Linked DNA regions of Mus musculus: regions 2, 3 and 4 are each linked to region 1. A link is a contact called in public Hi-C and HiChIP or PLAC-seq data. All regions are on one chromosome and are shown on one strand. Each heading gives the region's core, a stretch centred on a gene start, on an enhancer-like site or on the middle of the called end of the contact. The rest is flanking DNA. Distances are from core to core; before and after follow the strand shown. Region 1 holds the start of Hnrnph3 (heterogeneous nuclear ribonucleoprotein H3). Region 2 holds the start of Ddx50 (DExD box helicase 50). Region 3 overlaps Herc4 (hect domain and RLD 4). Region 4 has its middle 20 kb from the start of Dnajc12.

What was found. Hi-C and Micro-C count contacts between places; a contact is called where the count stands out from the background. HiChIP or PLAC-seq counts read pairs in DNA pulled down with a chosen protein or histone mark.
Region 2: a contact with region 1 is called in a Hi-C map of natural killer cells, with 9 times the contacts expected there. The contact joins the promoter of Ddx50 here to the promoter of Hnrnph3 in region 1. A contact is called at or near these places in 1 of 39 promoter capture datasets (hippocampal neurons), 12 of 484 Hi-C or Micro-C datasets (CD4 T cells, the N1E-115 cell line, double positive thymocytes and 7 more), 7 of 115 datasets of contacts at active chromatin or transcription factors (astrocytes, effector CD8 T cells, embryonic stem cells and 4 more) and 3 of 9 other capture datasets (adipose tissue, liver and pancreatic islet).
Region 3: a contact with region 1 is called in an H3K4me3 HiChIP or PLAC-seq map of fetal liver, with 4 times the contacts expected there. The contact joins the enhancer-like site here to the promoter of Hnrnph3 in region 1. A contact is called at or near these places in 8 of 39 promoter capture datasets (3T3-L1-derived adipocytes, embryonic stem cells, hippocampal neurons and 3 more), 1 of 484 Hi-C or Micro-C datasets (embryonic stem cells), 7 of 115 datasets of contacts at active chromatin or transcription factors (embryonic stem cells, epiblast stem cells, fetal liver and 1 more) and 4 of 9 other capture datasets (adipose tissue, embryonic stem cells, liver and 1 more).
Region 4: a contact with region 1 is called in an H3K4me3 HiChIP or PLAC-seq map of embryonic stem cells, with 3 times the contacts expected there. The contact joins the enhancer-like site here to the promoter of Hnrnph3 in region 1. A contact is called at or near these places in 16 of 39 promoter capture datasets (the 3T3-L1 cell line, 3T3-L1-derived adipocytes, the C10 cell line and 11 more), 15 of 484 Hi-C or Micro-C datasets (B cells, the C10 cell line, CD8 T cells and 11 more), 13 of 115 datasets of contacts at active chromatin or transcription factors (the NIH/3T3 cell line, the SCID.adh cell line, bone marrow-derived macrophages and 8 more) and 2 of 9 other capture datasets (adipose tissue and liver).

The regions. Positions count from the first base shown.
Region 1 is chr10:63,022,458-63,025,157 of GRCm38.p6, forward strand. Hnrnph3 (heterogeneous nuclear ribonucleoprotein H3) reads right to left here and starts at 1,392. Exons shown (of 10, transcript NM_001079824.1): 1 at 1,263-1,392. Pbld2 (phenazine biosynthesis-like protein domain containing 2) reads left to right here and starts at 2,055. Exons shown (of 10, transcript NM_026085.2): 1 at 2,055-2,279.
Region 2 is chr10:62,649,821-62,652,520 of GRCm38.p6, forward strand. Ddx50 (DExD box helicase 50) reads right to left here and starts at 1,398. Exons shown (of 15, transcript NM_053183.3): 1 at 1,205-1,398. The coding sequence starts at 1,291.
Region 3 is chr10:63,281,257-63,283,956 of GRCm38.p6, forward strand. Herc4 (hect domain and RLD 4) reads left to right here. Exons shown (of 25, transcript NM_026101.4): 9 at 1,925-2,085. Among named protein-coding and RNA genes, the nearest start is that of Gm51767, 5.3 kb to the left of the region's middle. Within about 2 kb of position 1,400, at least 7 of the 459 cell types and tissues checked have an H3K27ac peak or open chromatin away from gene starts, as enhancers often do. A contact at or near this core is called in fetal liver, where this site is marked.
Region 4 is chr10:63,365,304-63,368,003 of GRCm38.p6, forward strand. No RefSeq gene overlaps it. Among named protein-coding and RNA genes, the nearest start is that of Dnajc12, 20 kb to the right of the region's middle. Within about 2 kb of position 1,393, at least 14 of the 459 cell types and tissues checked have an H3K27ac peak or open chromatin away from gene starts, as enhancers often do. A contact at or near this core is called in embryonic stem cells and epiblast stem cells, where this site is marked.

The DNA of each region.
Region 1 (2,700 bases), core at 142-2,641:
TTTAAATATTGGAATGTACGTTAACAGTTTTCCCATTACTCATGAGCAAGTTAACTTTCAGGCCCAAATGTGCTTTTTTTTTTTTTTCCTTTTTAACCCATTTTCAATGAAAATTAATGACAGTTCCAATTTAAGGACCCAAAACGCGTCAACTAGGTACGCGATTCGGCTTCCAATTTAAGGACCCAAAACGCGTCAACTAGGTACGCGATTCGGCTTCCACTTTAAGAGACCTATTTCGGCTTCAAAACACCACAGTTCGATACAAGTTTTAAACATGCTCAGCCATCAAATGAAACGAAATGCACTGGGCTTTCGGCCTTAATTACAAAACGACACAAAACACAACTCCTGGAGAGTTAACTACCCCAAACACAACTTAACTCTCCACCCTTGCCTAAACGCAGCACCTTCGCAGTTCACCTGGCCCGGACCTGTTTGAAACACACCCACTTTGCACTATTCCTATTAGAAAAGCCATGCACTTCTCTTCCAAAATGAAAAGTCTTGGTCGACACCTAAGAGGGGGACATGGGGTAGGTGGGTGGTAATTCTTTGGAGATGCGCAACGGACTCTCTCCGCAGTTCCAAATAGGGACTAAAAGGTCGGCTAAGCGTCCTTTGCCTCCTCCCGGAGATTTTCCGTTTGCCCAGCTCGCCCTAGAGACCCGGGAGATAGGGGACAGTCCGCCTCCGGCCCCCGGCCAAGGCCATCGCAACCGAGCGGCGGAATTACAAAGGAGGACCGCGGCCGCCTTTGTCCTGCATCTGGCATCGGAGCGCCCTCGTCGTCACTGGCTTCTCCTTCCCCCGCCCCCAGCTCCCCCTGTCTCAACCCTGGAGTCTGCGTCAGCAGCCCCTCGCAGCCCCGCCGGCCCCAGGTAGTCCCTTCGAGAGCACCGGAGGCCCCGGTGGGTGGCCGGGCCCGCCGAGCGCCATTTCCACCCGGAGCGCGTCCCGCTTTCCCGGCTCGCTGAGCTCCCCACCCTCATCCCTACCGGAGAGCTCGGATCTCCCGCCCGCACTCTCTCCTGCCGGACACTTTCCCGTAAGCCGGAGGCGACAAAGTAGCCCGAGCGGGGGAAAGGCGGGAAGGCGACCCGACCGCTACCGGCCCCCAAGATGGCGGCAGCCGAGCGGCGGGGGAGAGCGAGCGAGCGGCCACTCCGCGTTCCCTCACCCGCTCCCGGGCTCTTCGTCCTTCTCCCGACTCCGCTGTCGGCACCGCCGGCCCAACCTACCCCCCCTTCTACTTCAGATACCCTGTGGGGCGTAAGCAACGCCTACACCGACGCTCGCGCGGGTCTGGTCGCGGGCAGGGACGCCTGGCTCGCCCGCTGCTGAGCGCTCGCCACAACGGTTCGGCTCCCTCGCTCCCCTCAACCGTCTCCCGCCGCGCCAACCGCTCTAGGAGCTGCGCAGCCGAGCGACTGCCGAGGGGGGATGGGAGGGGGGCGAGAGAGAGGGAGGGGGCAGGGCCGACTGCCCAGGCCCACCCCCTCTCTGCCGCGCTGCTCTCGCGATACTTGAGTGACAGCGTGGTCTCCCAGGGGGCGGGGCGCAGCGCACCTGCGCACTCGGGACCTGCCCGGTTGCCACCGTGGTGGGCGTGGAGTCGCAGCGAGTGGGCTGTGGCGGACTCCGTTGGCTCCCGCCGACCGACCAACCCTCTGAACCCCGGAGCTCACGTTTGTCCCTCCCCACGGGCCTCTGAGGAGCCGTGGTCACGCGGTTTGCTAAGTTTCTTATCTGCTCCACTGGGAATAGATCCCACAAAGGCCCCCGCGCGGAAGGAGCCACGTGGTTTCTGTCACCCCGCCCCCCAACCCGGGGACGGCTTTGCTGGTCCACCATATTTGCATTATGCAATCAGAAAAAAAGATGAATGTTGCGCCTGCGAAGATACAAAGCGTCTAAACCCAGCAGGATTCCCGTCCTAGCCTGGGGCATCCCCTTTGTTCCCCTGCGTAGGCAGCCTTGGCGCCTTGATTGGTTTCCTACCTGCCAGGTTCGGTTTTTCTCTCCATTAAACCCGGGTGACGGGTCTGTGGTTCACGGCAATAGACTTTATCTAAGTAAGAGTTTGGTATTCCTAAAAATTGTGCTCGCAGGAGACACCTAAAAAAACCGCATGTGGAGGTTCTGTCGTGCTACCAAGATTGCTCCCGACCCGTTTATGGCTTTTTTAAAGTTGTAACACAAATTGCACATGGAAAGGCTGTGGGAAGGTGGAGGGCCACCCTGGTGTTGAGAGACTTGGGAGAGCAAAGCTAATTAAGGTGGGTACGGACAGCAGAGGGCGAAAAGAGGCCGGGCTGGACAGACTAAGGCTGTGAACGTGGATGGGGCTGGGTTGGAATCACCCTTCAGTGTGCATCCAAAGATTTCTTTGTGCTACAAACACTGGGAAGTCCATGTGGAGTGGAGTAGTGGCAGTGTGGAAGGTTGGATTTGATTTACTATGAATTTTTATTTATGTTTATACTAGAGCCAAGAGGCCAATGACTTTCTTGTATGGAAACTTGTATTTCACGGCTTTAATTCATCTTCAAACCTACTTGAAAGTCTTTAGTACTCTACTGATTTTATAGCCCAAAATATCCTTCAGAGAAGGGGGGGGGGGCGCAGTGTGCTTATACTTACAGACAGGAAAATCAAAGTATGTTCTAGAAGCCGTCATAGCTCAGGTTTATTAAGTAC
Region 2 (2,700 bases), core at 148-2,647, 370 kb before region 1:
CTATTATAATGACATCAAGTCACACGCTTAAAATGGTATAAAAAAAATAAACCTTGAGCCATGGTCGAATTTAAACCCCAGCACTGAAAAATGGAACTCTCAAATGTAAATTCCAAATTTAGTACGTTCTACAAAAACAGAAAAACGAGAGTTGGGAATAGAGCTCAACGCTGGGCATTTGTCGGGCATAGTGGTGGCCTCACTTCAATGCCCACTGGGAAGGTGACATAAAAGGGTGGCTAGAATTTAAAATTTACCTTCGTGGTAGGTCCTAGGGGGTGTTTCCTCATCTCTAGCACTCTACAGAGTAAATATTTTATCAAGTGTCATCTTTCCCACAGTCATTTTCATCCTCATTCAGCTTTCTTTCTCCAGGTCAAATGTCTCCAGTAAAAATTTTACCTCTGCATTTTTTCTTAACACCATAAGATCCTCTATTTTTCGGGTTCTTTCTTTCTTTCTTTCTTTCTTTCTTTCTTTCTTTCTTTCTTAATGTCTTGGACGGAGGTGGGGATAGAACCTCTACAGGCTCCTGGTGGGCAGGGACTATTCTGCATACTTAATTAGTTTTATCTCCTCGGTCCTCAGCTAAGAGTCTGGCACGATTAGCCTCAATAAAAACCACAGTGGATTGAAAATACTGACAGTAAGGGCTATTCGTAATACAACCCCCACGAACTCCATCACAGCCAACCCCTGGCAAGCCTGGCTTTGACACTGTTCCTTAAGCCTCTATTACCCAATCATGGAGGATTGTAACCCCCTAGGATAGCTTTTCCCGAGACTGCTGCAGACACGACACCGCGACCGGGAGGCAACACATAGGCAAAGCCATCATCATCTCTGTCTCAACTCTTCGAAGGCCCCGGAAAACCAAATGAAGGGACTCGCCGCCTAAGAAAGGGAACACGAGCAGATTCCACGGCGATGGGAGCTCAAGTCTGCCCATCTCTCGGGAGAGATCCGGGCGCAGAGGCCGACGTGGGGCTGAAGTACCACGGAAGCCGGGCCGTTCTCCTCCAGGTCCGGGAGTGCGGCGATGGGGAATGGTCCCTGGGACCTCGGAGGGCTGAGCTCGGCGAAGGGGAAGCTGTCCCTCGGAAACTCGCCCCCGGTCCTGACAGGTCTTTCCCCTTCCTAGACAGCTCCCCTCCCCGCCCAGGCCAGCGCAGCCCGAGGGAGGCGCGGCCCAGCCGCAGCACACCTTTTGCCGCTCCTTCCTCTGGCTCTCGGACTCTTCCAAGGGTGCCTCGAGCTCCATTATGTCTCCCCAGAGGAGTTTCCCGGGCATTACTGGCCGTCGCAACCTCCCGCCCGGCTGCGGTGGCCGCGACCACCTACGGCCACCGAGAGCGTGAAAGGAAGCGGGGGCTGGGCGGCCCCGCCGGCCAGGACCGTGCGTCACTTCCGGGCCACGCACCTCGCGGCGGGAGCAAAGCAAGCCGGAACTCTACAGGAGGAAACTCTCCCAGAGAGTCGCAGCCTCCCTCGGCCAATGAAAACCTGAGTGGCCCCGATGGGCCCGCCCACGGTCTGAAGTGACAGGCTTCTCCAGAGCACGGGCCAATCTCCAGGAAGGACGCTCGCCTCCCCTGGCGCGGCACGCAGAATTCCAAGTGTTCCCCTCCCCCCGCTCGGAACGCCTCCCTTCCCAGCATGCCCTGCAACGCTCGCGCAGCCCCCTCGCAGGCGGCGGGGAGCGAGGGGCTGACGCGCGACGCAGCGGCTCGTGGGCAAGCACGAGCTGAGGCCGGCGGGAGCGCCACGCGCCGTACAGCCATTCGCCGCCGGAAACTGCAGCCCTCCGCCCCGCCCCCGCCCCGCCCCGCCCCCCGCAGTGGGTGGAGCGTTAGCCTGTAACGGTACCTGGGCATTGACGTCGAGGCTTCCCGGGGTCAGCAGAATCTGCAGGGGTCTGAAGCCGAGGGGCCGCCTCAAGGATATTAGCTCCTTATGCAGGCGTTAAGTTATGGCTTCACTTTTAGTTCTCACGTATCCCAGAAGAAACCAAACCCACCCGAGAAGCGAATTTATTTGTCCAAACTCAGTAGCGCTTGTAAGACTTGAAAAGTGATCGGAATCCGCGATGGGCACAGCGCTCTCACAGCTGTAATTTCCCAGAGTTGCAAGGCGAATGCTCGCTCCTATGAAACAGAATAGGGAAAAATCTAAAGGATAAGAAAAGCAAGTCCAATGTGTCTGACAGATGACCTGCTTGTAATACGTACATTTAATCTTAAGGTTCAGGATTAACTGCCTCTGAGGTACAAATTTATATGAAAGATATCAGTGTCAGCGAATTGACTTCTTGGTCTTTATGTATATTCACAAAGATTGGGCTCGATCCCCTGTACCTCACAGACCAGGCAAGCCTACTACCAATTGAACAACAATCCCAGTCCTCAAACCTTGTTTATCATGTTCTCTTTATTCAGTCAATCAGCTATTACATTCCTGAGGGAAGATGACACCAAACCTAGATGTAGGTACAGGGCATTCTTGCAAACTACATAATGTCTAGTGTAGCAGTCTTGTAATCTGAGCCTCAAACACAGGCCTTAAAAAAATTACAGCTACACGTCCTGAGTTCTATGATTAGACTTAAATAACCGGGACCACAATATTTTAAATTTGTGATAGCTTCCAGAATTCTATGAAAATAAGGACTGGCTTAACATCAATGACTTTGTCTGAATGTAG
Region 3 (2,700 bases), core at 150-2,649, 260 kb after region 1:
TAATTAGATGTGTGCAACTGTATTCTGGGCCACCCTGCATTACCTGAAAATAATCATACCAACATACCATCTTAGTATGCTGTTGAATTCAGTTTGTTTTGAGAATGTCTCACAAGGTGCCTCTAACTGGCTAAAACAGACCCCTGCTCCCTGGTGCTGGCAGTACACAAGTGCCACCATGCCTAAGTTTCCACTTTCTCTCCTGATTTTAGTAGTTTGAATTATCTTTCTAAGTCAATCTAGTCTGTAGTTGATTAGATACTTTTAAAAGTTGTTTTGTTTTAAGTCAGGCTCTCTGTTGCTCTCTGTCTGTCCTGGAACTCTGTATTGAGTTAACCAGACCTCTGCCTCCCAAATGGTAATACTAAAGACTTGTATCACCAGACTTGGCAATTTAAGGCAAACAATAATAATTGTATCAGATTCTGCCAGTACAGTCCTTACCCAGATGAGAGACAGATTCTCAGTACTTACTACTTATCTGTTTTCCCAGAATCTACTGTCCAGTTCCTTTTTTGAAAACTTGACCTCCTTGCTTTGTGATGACACAGTTGCTATAAATTATGTATTTATATCGCTTCTTAAAAGTGCTGTCACATTAAACTTTTTTTTTAAGATTTACTTATTCATTATATGTAAGTACACTGTAGCTGTCTTCAGACACTCCAGAAGAGGGAATCAGATCTCATTACAGTGGTTGTGAGTGATCATGTGATTCCTGGGATTTGAACTTAGGACCTTCGGAAGAGCAGTGTGCTCTTAATCACTGAGCCATCTCTCCAGTCCACCTCATTAAACTTTTATTGATAAATTATTTATGTTCATAGGTGTATCTGTGGCTTTCTTTCTGTTAGTTGTGCAAACCATGTATATAGTTGTCTTAATGTGTTGGCTAGTATGCTAGTCTAATCATTAAAGTACTGATAATCAGGCATGTTTTGTTTCTTTGTTGGAAAACTCAGTATTTCACATTTAAGTAGTATGTCAGTCATAGATTTTTGTAGGTTTTTGTTTTTGTTTGGTCTGTTTTTGGTTTTGGTTTTGGTTTTTCGATACAGGGTTTCTCTGTATATCCCTGGCTGTCCTGGAACTCACTTTGTAGACCAGGCTGGCCTTGAACTCAGAAATCCTGCCTGCCTTTGCCTCCCAAGTGCTGGGATTAAAGGCGTGCACCACCACCGCCCAGCTGTTTTTGTTTTTTTAAACAGGGTTCCTCCTTATAGCTCTGGCTATCCTATAACTCTATATAGACCAGGCTGGGATCTGTCTGTCTCTGCCTCTTATGTGCTGGCATCAAAAGTGTGCACCACTGTGCCCAGCTATTTTTGTAGGTAATCTTTATCAAACAATTTCTAGTTTATGTCTTGTTTATTTTCAGTGCTATCGATTGGTCCCAGGGTCTTATCTGTGATAGCAAGCACTCTGTCTTTGAGGGATATCCCAGCCTATTCCTAGTTGCTCTTCGTGGACCTGTTAAGATGATTTGTGATTTTTATTAAGTGTGTGTGTGTGTGTGTGTGTGTGTGTGTGTGTGTGTGTGTGCATATTTAGAGGCCAAAACAGGACATTGGGTATCCTCCTCTCTGTCACTCAGTGCTGCATTGCCCTGAGACGGGGGCTGCAGTGGGCTGGAAGGAAGTTCAGTATTTCAGCAAAACTGGCGGTAGCTAAAGCTCTCAGGATCAGCGTGACGTTCCTACCCCCATGCTGCATTCACAGGCACTCTGCCATTCCTACCTGGCTGTCGACAGGATTCTGGGTGCTCTGGCCAGTTCCTGGTGCTGGATGATGGTGCAGACACTCATTTCCCCCCAGCCATTTTCCCAACCCTGGTTTATTTTTAAGAGGATCGTGTTGGTTAATTTGTACTTTAATTCTTTGGAATTTAACCTTAAGTCAGAAGTTTTCTGTCATTTTATTCTAGGCAGCATACCTCTGCATTTGTTCCTTCTTCAGGACGAATTTACTCCTTTGGTCTTGGTGGTAATGGGCAGTTGGGAACTGGTTCAACCAGCAACAGAAAAAGCCCTTTCACTGTAAAAGGAAACTGGTTTTCTTATAATGGACAGTGTCCACAAGATATTGGTAAGTGCTACTGTATTTAACGTGTGCTACATATATTACAGCTCTTATTAAAATGCTGGTCTTCTGTGTTTACATGAACTGTTAGTAAAGTAACAGATTAGGAGTATAGTGCTAAGAGGAGGAATATTGAGTTTATCTATCCTGGACTCATGGTAAGACCCCAAAGGCATGTGTGTATGTTATCTACATCTATACATGCAGAGAAATTCTGGCCGGGCAGTGGCTGCACACACCTTTAATCCCAGCACTTGGGAGGCAGAGGCAGGTGGATTTCTGAGTTCGGGGACCACCAGGGCTACACAGAAAAGCCCTGTCTCGAAGAAGGGAAAAAAAAAAGAAAAGAAAAAGAAAAAGAAACTCGGGTCATACAGAAACTCGGGTTCCAGTGAAAAGGGTGATTTGAACTGATGTCAGTACATAAAACAAGATTTCCTAATTGAATTGTTTTAAAATTAAGGAGTTGTGTTATCACATTGTTTTGTAGCACTCTGTGGATCTCTTTTCAGTTTGCAAAACTAAAACTTTATAGTCATTTAAGCAAATGTACTGGCTGGTTTTGTGTCACTTTGGCACCACAAGCTGGAGTCTTCAAAGAGGGAAGGGTCCTCAGTTGAG
Region 4 (2,700 bases), core at 143-2,642, 340 kb after region 1:
AGATACCACATACATTCTGGGCTTGACTTATCTGGTATCCCTAGTCCATAGCAGAGAGCCTGGCCCTTCAACAGGTGGACAACAAACATTCTGATGATGTGTACTTCTTACACCTGGTGTATGTTGTAGTAGTAATATATTGTTTAAAGATTTATTTATTCTATGAAGTACACTGTAGCTGTTGTCAGGCACACCAGAAGAGGACGTCAGATCTGAACTCAGGACCTTCAGAAGAGCAGTCGTGCTGTTAAATACTGAGCCATCTCTCCAGCCTCGTTGCTGGGATTTTTTTTTTTTTTAAGACAGGATTTTTCTGTGTAGCCCTGGCTGTCCTAGAACTCACTCTGTAGACCAGGCTGGCCTCGAACTCAGAAATCCGCCTGCCTCTGCCTCCCAAGAGCTGGGATTAAAGGTGTGCGCCCCCCCCCCCCCCCCCAGCGGTTACTGGGATTTTGAACTCAGTCAGGACCTTTGGAAGAGCAGTCAGTGCTCTTAACCGCTGAGCCATCTTTCCAGCCCAATAGTAATATTTTTAATAAATCCTGGCGCGAGGTCCTTCCCACCTTAGACCATTTATGTTCCCAGATGAAAGACACACACACCGCCTTTATATTTTAATATGCCTTAAATAACACAATAGCCGGGCAACTGCCTAACTCTGAGTTACTACTTCTAATCTCTATGCTCCATCTTCGCTGCTCCTAATTCCAATTAGTCAGCCCTCTGGGCCACGTTTTCTTGGCCCGGAACCCAAGGCTCGCCTTGCTTCCCTACCCCATGGCTGCTCTTGTCTCTGTTCTGCACACTCCTGAGGCAGAGCGAGTCTCTCTTCTTCCCTCCTGCTTCCTCCAGGTCCCAAGCCCAGGAACCTTAAATCCTGCCTCTTCCTCTCTTCTCCCCAGCTATTGGCTGCTGGCATCTTTATTTACCAATCAGAATTAACTGGGGCAGTTTCCCAGAAGCTAGGAGTTACCCTCTCAAGTCAACTAACTTAGGGGACCCAAATTAGCATTAGAATACTAACGGCTACAGTACCAGTCAGTCCCAGAAAGATCCTGAACAAGGGAGACTAATGGAGAAGTGTGTGTGTCAAAACTTAAAACAGCTTTAACCAGCAAAACAATGGAAGGCTCAGCTGGCTTTGCCTTGCCTGGGATAGGAATACAGATCCAGCACACCTTTAACAAAATTTGGATTTTCAGTTTTCCTACTCACCAGTATAGCCTCAGGACAAAAGGAGGAGGAGACAAAGGGGCTCCTGCCCTACCCTCATTCATTCATTCATTCATTCATTCATTCACTCACTTATTCCCTTTCAGACCAAAGAGAGCTAGATGTGGAAGACACATCGTCACAGAGCCAATCATAAGGAGACCCAGGGCGCTACCGAGGGGCCGCGCACAGCACACCTCCCTTCACCACGCACCTCGAAACCTGGGGTGTAGAGTCTTGCTGCGGGAGGTGAAGAACTGTTTGATTCATGAGCAGCCACTGTAAAGACAGAAGGATGGACTCTCTGGATATGACGTGGCATGTAGTGATTTCCAACTTCAGCTCTTCATTAAAATCTGAAGCCCTGTTTCAGAAGGCTTAGAGGTTCTAGGGATGGGGTCTCCCGGGCTCACTATTTCAAGTGGCTTCACCGATTTCAGTGGAAGGCGAAGGATGCTTTTGGAAGTGGTTGGGATACCCACCTGTTGTTTTCCTGGCAAATGCTCATTGCCTTAAGAGAACTGTCGTACTCTGTTTTATCTGCCAAAGCGGTTTAAATCGCGAGTCCTCAAGGACATGGCGGGACAGTAGGTCAAACTGATGTTTGGAGTGTTTAGTACACAGAGGCTTGTGAAGGTTTCAGATTTCTTTGTTAATTGATACCACCCCCCCCACCCCCCACCCCCCCCACCCCCCTCCCGCCGCCGAACACTAACTCTGTAGGAACTAAGAAAGTGCTACCCAGCTGTGAGAGGCCACTGAACTGGCCCGTGCGCTTCCTGAAAACAGTGTTTGATGCCAAGGGATCCAAGGCCTCCTCATGGACACTGGTACCCATGAGGACGCTCCTAACTTCTTGACAACAATTTCTTTAACCTCAGTATTAGGTAATTTCAACTCTGAAAACTGCTTCCCTTAACTGCAATCAGAGTGGACTTTCTTGATTTTTGGTCAGAGTCTTGCTATGTTTCTCAGTCTGTTTTGGAACTTGCTGGGTAGCTGCGGGCTGACCTGAAACTTGTGACCCTTCTGTCTCAGCCTCCTGGGTGCTTAGAGTTTTGGCACGTATTACCATGTCTAAGCGAAAGTTATTTTTTAACACTGTGTGTGTGTTGGCGTGTTAACTTACAGACCATTCCATTAGACTCCTCTCAGGGACCTAGCAACAACTTAAGTCATCTGCGGCTGCTAGGTTATGGGCTGCCTATAAATGGACTGCCTACCACCCCAGCCCTTTCAGTTTCCCCGTTTTCTCTCTCTGTGTCTTTCTCTGTTCCCGGCATTCTCTCTTGACCTCTTCTTTCCTTCTCTGCCCTCATGGCTCTCTGTCTGCTTCCTGTCTGTCTGCCTGCCTGTCTACATGTCCACTTGTCTGCCTCTTCCCGTCTTCCCAGACCCTCACTCCTTTCCCTTCCCCCAGTAAACCCCCTTTATACCTGATCTGTTGCATGATGTAATTACTCAGGGGCCACACCTTGGCATGGGCCT